Linked DNA regions of Mus musculus: region 2 is linked to region 1. Evidence: chromatin contacts called from public HiChIP or PLAC-seq data. All regions are on one chromosome and are shown on one strand. The core of a region is the stretch at or near the end of the contact, and the rest is flanking DNA. Distances in the headings are between cores, read along the strand shown. Region 1 holds the start of Dlgap4 (DLG associated protein 4). Region 2 holds the start of Aar2 (AAR2 splicing factor homolog).

Region 1 (3,076 bases), core at 310-2,809:
ACCGGGCATTGCCCAGCTTCCGGAGAACCCACACACTCTATCCCACCCCAACCCCAATACAGACACAGGCACACACGCCTGCCCCACGTGCACAGACAGCATCGTCAGAAGCTACTGGGAACATACTCGGAGCTTGTTGAGCAGTCGCTGAAGCCCAGCTGAGGGGGAGGATGGCCCCCCAACCCGAGCCTCGGCTATCAGCCCGGAAGCCAGCTCTGCGGCCCCACCCAGTCCCGCTGTCCTTAACAGTCTGGCTCAGGCCCCTCGGACCACCCTTGGCCCAGGCAGCCCACAGTTTTCTATACCAGAGGAAGGGGAGAGAGGTAGCCACCTGAGGGAAGAATTCCACAGACTCCTCCAACAGGCATTCTGACATGGTCCTGTCTGGTGAAGCCACAGAGGCAGAGGGACCGGACCCTCCCCCACCGCACAGGAGGTGCCAAGAGTAGAGGCGGGGCAGTCCAGCCTCCTTAGGGCTGGGGACTGCAGCCCCCTCCCCCTCTGCATTTTCTACTTCCAAGCAGGTGGAGGTGCTGGGACATTCCCCCCCCCCCCATCAGCACAGTCCTCCAAGCGTAAGGTTCCCCATCCTTTGGGTATCTCCGCCACAACTGGCCTTCACCCACCCACCTACCCACCACCCTTCCCCCATTTCATTTTCCCCCACAACATCAACAGTCGGTGACAGCCCTTTCCGCAACACAGGCAGCATAGAAGAACGCGAGAAAGGAGATGGATGAAGGGCTGGATGGGGAATCCGACAAGGCAAGCTCTGCCCAAGGAGGCCCAGGGACCATCACTTGCCCAGGTAGCACATGTCCCCTCCCAGCAGGCCCTGCACATCTGGACCCAGCTGGCCTCCGCAGCCACCTGGTCTATCCTCCACCCGCTCTGTACGCGAACCCCCGTTCCCGCGGGGCGCCGCACGTGGGGGCCTCCCGTGGCCATGTGAGCGGCCCCCCCACAGCCCAGGTGCCAGGGTCGCTCGGCCCCTCCCGGGCAGACGAGCGCTCCGGGGGCGATGCGGCGCGGGGTCGCCCGCCCCCTCCCCGGATGCCCGGTCCCGGGGAGATCCCGGGAAGGGAGTACGAGCGTGCGGCAGGCTGAAGGCAAGGAAGCCCCGGCCGCCCGGACACGCGGCTGGGAGGGGGCTGCCGCTGCCAGCCGCCTGCGGATGGAGGGCCGGGAACCGCTCCTGCGCCCCGGCCAGGGAAGGGCCGACAGCATCGGAGGGGCCGGCCCGCGTCGGTCCCCAGGCCCGGGCGCCACTGCCCGTCAGAGGATCCGGGAGACCCCGTCGCTGAGCGCATCTGTCCCGGGGTCTGCCCGCGGCTGGGGGCTGCCCCCGATCTAGCCTCGGAGGAGGGTCTTGACGCGTGCCACCCCCGCGCGCTCACCTGCGCCCTGCGCTCGACCGCCTCGGTCCACTCGGCCTCTGCGCTGCGCCCGCTCCGCTCGCTCGCTCGTTCCGCTCGCTCTAAGCTTCGCTCGCCTAGGCCCCGGCCCCGGCCCCGGCCCGCGGGCGCCCCATGCCTCTCCTCCGGCCGGCGCGGCGCCCCAGATGCGGCTGCGGGAGGAGGAGCCGCGCGGCCCCGGCTCCCCGAGAGCGGCGGGGAGGGGGCGGGGGGCGGGGAGACGCGCGCGGGGGAGGGGGCCGCGCGGCTGCGCCCAAAACCAGGCGCGGATCAGGCCGGGGGCCCGGGGCTGCGGGGGACCGCGGGGGCCGCTCGGGGCCCGGCGCGCCACCCCCGCCGCCCGCCCGGGGAAGGGAAGGGGAGGGGAGGGGCACCGCGGCTGCGGACGCTGGGTGTGTAGCGGAAAGAGCGCTTGGGAATCTGCGACCGATCGTCCAGAGAGGGCAGACTACCGGAGCGAGGTTACACAGCGCTGGCCGCGGTGGCGCGCGAACTTGGAAACCTGGGTTATTGAGTGGGTCGGCAGGAAGGTGTTTTGGCTGCGTTCACTGTGGGGTAGGAAAACTGAGGCACGGGAAAGATGCGGCTGGTCTGGGTCTCGCTGCGGGAGTCAGGCTTCTTCTCACCCCTCTTTCTCCCGTTAGGGTTCTTGCCTCTAGGATCGGGTGCCCCCTCCCGGTGACCCGCTTCCTGGAGAACCCTTGTTTTGGGCAGCAGTACCTGGCTGGCTAACGCATCTCTGGAATTCGTGGCCGGGCACCTGTCCTCCCTCTCACGGGGGCTCTGTGATCACGGACCATAGTCCGTGCTTCTCCCTGAGCTCGTTTTTCTACCCGCACAATCGGGACCACATAAGCATCTACCTCCTTAAGAAACCGAAGAGATAAAGAATAGAGGTAAGCTCTTCGTACTGGATCATGGCATTCAATAGGTGTCAAATGGATGTGCCTCCTCCCCTGGCTCCCACACAGCTGTCCCTGGAGAATACTAGGTATGCAACTGAGGCTCCTCCAGGCCTCTTTCTTCTCTTCCACTGCCTGCCCACCCTCCTCACATCTCTACCCCACTATTCTAGTCCTAGCCTCTCCTCTTGCCTGAGCCTGCAATGCCCTCCCACCATCTCTCAGTGACAAACTCCTACTCATCCCTCAAGACCCAGAGCAATTTCATGTACCAGCTTCTCACACTACTGGCCCACCCATGCCTCCCTTCAAAAAAAAAAAAAAAAAAAAAAAAAAAAAACAACCAACCTTCCCTTTCTCCCAGGGTTTGTGCTGTTTGGACTCCCACCAACTACAGCTACTGGCCCAGAGGAGATCTGCCATGACCCATGCTGCAGGAATTGGCTTCCTGGCTAAGATAGGCAGAGGAAAGGTCAGTTTGGAGTCCTAGAGGAGGGTGAAGGGCAGGAGAGGAGGGACTGTAGGTTCAGGCAGCTGTCACTGGAGAGGAACAAGGTCCCTTCCCTTGGGTAGCTAAGAAGACCTCTATGGATTCGGAAGCCTCTGGCAGGGCTGAACAGTGGCCTTGCACTGTGTAGCTGGCTAAAATGAGCAGGTGTCGACCGGCCTCAGAAAAGGGTTTCAGGGCCTTGTTCACCGAGGCTTTACAGCAGCACTGACTATAAGTGAAAAGCTGATCACAGTCTAAACAGCCGTTTG
Region 2 (2,967 bases), core at 275-2,774, 66 kb after region 1:
TCGAGTGCTGCTTGATGTTTACTCTTTTATTTAAAACAAACAAAAAATCCTTTTACAAAAAAATATTAGGAGCACACTTCATTGTCTTTACCTAAAAAAACAGGAGAAAAGACTCTAAATTAGCACTCTTTTTCAAACTGCAAGATGTATCTTGAGTTAAGAAATCATTTTTAGCCGGGCGGTGGTGGCGCACGCCTTTAATCCCAGCACTTGGGAGGCAGAGGCAGGAGGATTTCTGAGTTCGAGGCCCAGCCTGGTCTACAAAGTGAGTTCCAGGACAGTCAGGGCTACACAGGGAAACCCTGTCTCGAAAAAACAAAACAAAACAAAACGAAAGAAAGAAAGAAAGAAAGAAGGAAGGAAATCATTTTTAGACAGAAAGCTATCTGAAATAATGAGAAAAGTTACACAGAAGCCAGAAGAGGATGCTGAATTCCCTGACACTGGAGTTAGAGGTGGGTTTAGCACCATGGCGCCCTTAGGAACTGAGTCCAGGTCCCCTGGAAGAGCAGACAAGTCTCTTAACCACCAAGTCATCTCTCCAGCACCAAGAAGAGAACTTTTAAGCTATTGGAATGCCACAAGTAACAAGGATAGGAATGGTTCCAAGAAGACATGTGCTTGTATATACATGTGATCACAGCATAAAAGTCTTGTGACTGTAGTTCACAGTAAAAAAAAAAAAAAGTCTGAAACACAAACGAATACTCTTCACAAGCCTGCAATACAGAGACAACTCCTCAGCGTATTCACCGCCTTCCAAGAGTGGAGAGTACTTGGTCCTCAATGCGTTCTCTATCTGGCTTTAGGGAATGGCCCGAAAACGCTGCATGAATTTCCCTGGGCAACTCTTCAGCTAATTTAATACCACCCCAATCCGAAGGATTGTTCTAACCACACTGGCTTCTTTCTTACCCTCACACCAGAGAAAACTCTACCCATAGCACTTGGTCACACAATTATTTTTCTTTTTTTAATCTTAGTAAAGCCTCCTCGACCCGGGACTAAGTCAAATGTTGGTGATGACACTCTGGCTACCCTGTTGCCGTTCAGTTCCAGGGACAGGTGTGTAACTTTGTGTACTTGGTTGAAGACTGTCATGCCCACAAGACTCGAGTCCCTGATGCCTAGCATACACACGAAGCTTAATTTTTTTTTTTTAACTTACGATAATATGCACTTTAAATAAAGCCAGGAAGCCGGGTAGGTGACTTACCGGAAGCCACGCAGATCCAGCTCGAGTGAGTCTCGTTCTCTGGTTACAGTTAAAGGGGTGTGGGGGGAAGTTCCTTCGGGAGCCCCAGAGACCCTGACCACGGTGTCCTCAGGGACGGGTTCTCAGGAAGAAAGGCCTCCTCAGACACCAGCTCACAAAGCCAGACTCCGCCAGCGCGATTCTGAGACAAGAAGCGAGGTGGCCCGACCACACACAAGGAAACCGGAGGCCGAAAGGCGCACCGAGGGCCGACACTCACCGTAGCACCTCAAGCTCCGGTTCCGCGGAAACGGGACGGAAGTTCGGCTGCTTTGGTGCCGGATAGGTGCTACGGAAAAAGTAGTCCGGCGGAGCCCCGAGTCTCAGAAGAAATGGCCCGTGCTTCCAGGTTCCTCACGATAAGCACTTCATTTTCTTCTTACTGTTTCGTTTTACTTCCCGAATTATAAATAACGACTTTAATTAAACTATCCACTTTATATCCCCGTCCAGAAACATACTCACCATCCACAGTCCTTTTGGTCTCAAGCAGACACGGGCTGGCCAAAGCATGGTTCAGGTGTTGGCACACAGTAGCCACAGACTGGCTCAGTCATGGTTGGTCCTCTTTAGCCACATTTCCTATGCCGGTCACCATGTCAAAAGTTCCCTATTATCTCCAAGTCCCGGCTTCCAGACACATTCATCCCTAGTTTCAGAACCAAGGCTGTTGCCTGAAGGGAGAACCAGTCCCTTCAAACGCAAACACAGCAGTTCCTCTGGAAATGACCACCCAGTGTTTTCCAGGCCTTACAGAATACAGCAGTCAAGCTATAAATGTGCACTGAGTGAGGAAACCTGACTGTCTTTTTCTTCTCTATTTCCTTAGAACCTAGCACATAGCCCTCATAAATGTACTGTGTATTTAATAACAAATCAAATGATGTGTATAGTAAATGACTATCCATAGGCCTTGCTGTATTAGTCAGGGTTCTCTAGAGTCACAAAACTTATGGGTAGTCTCTATATAGTAAGGGAATTTGTTGATGACTTACAGTCTGTAGTCCAGCTCTCCAACAATGGTGAGCAGCAGCTGTGAATGGAAATCCAAGGATCTAGCAGTTGCTCAGTCCCACAAGGCAAGCAGGTGAACAAGAGAGAGAGAGAATCTTCCTTCTTCCAATGTCCTTATGTAGGTCTCCAGCAGAAAGTGTGTGCCCAGATTAAAGGTGTGTGCCATCACACCTGGATCTGGAACTTGCTTTGTCCCACATGACTTTAAACTCAGAGATCTCCCCTGTCTTAATCTTCTCGGATTCATAACCACTATGCCTCAAGATTTCCATGCCATTATCCAGGTCAGACACTTGCATCTCCCAGCCTCCAGATTAGGGTCACTGTGAGCCTACCAATTCTGGATTGTAGTTCATTCCGGATATAGTCAAGTTGACAACCAGGAAGAGCCAGTACACTAACCTTGTGCTCAGTGGTTCTGTACATCAGAACTCCACCATGAGCCAGAGCTACTGGGAGATACATAGATACTACTTCTAATCTCCTCACTAACCATAGCCAAGATGTGACCCTCCTCTAATCTTGTACTGCCAACTTTCCCGACCTGATTGTAAGCTTGTTTATCTATAAAGGCAGGATTCTCAAAGGCCTTCAGTCTCTTCTTCGGGTGACTTTACCAAGACTGGCTGTAGCTACAATGGCTGACAGAGCAGAAGACAAATAACCTCCAACTTCACTATTGCCCACCTGCCTCTTAA

Evidence for each region. HiChIP or PLAC-seq counts read pairs in DNA pulled down with a chosen protein or histone mark.
Region 2: a contact with region 1 is called in an H3K4me3 HiChIP or PLAC-seq map of embryonic stem cells, with 45 read pairs. The contact joins the promoter of Aar2 here to the promoter of Dlgap4 in region 1. A contact is called at or near these places in 14 of 39 promoter capture datasets (the 3T3-L1 cell line, the SN4741 cell line, cranial neural crest and 9 more), 11 of 484 Hi-C or Micro-C datasets (the G1E-ER4 cell line, cardiomyocytes, cerebellum and 7 more), 9 of 115 datasets of contacts at active chromatin or transcription factors (VIP interneurons, craniofacial prominence, embryonic midbrain and 4 more) and 2 of 9 other capture datasets (adipose tissue and embryonic stem cells).

Annotation. Positions count from the first base shown.
Region 1 is chr2:156,612,180-156,615,255 of GRCm38.p6, reverse strand. Dlgap4 (DLG associated protein 4) reads right to left here and starts at 1,559. Exons shown (of 13, transcript NM_146128.6): 1 at 1,398-1,559. Gm14169 (predicted gene 14169) reads left to right here and starts at 1,834. Exons shown (of 4, transcript NR_040372.1): 1 at 1,834-1,970; 2 at 2,060-2,311; 3 at 2,682-2,789.
Region 2 is chr2:156,546,133-156,549,099 of GRCm38.p6, reverse strand. Aar2 (AAR2 splicing factor homolog) reads right to left here and starts at 1,524. Exons shown (of 4, transcript NM_026661.4): 1 at 1,217-1,524.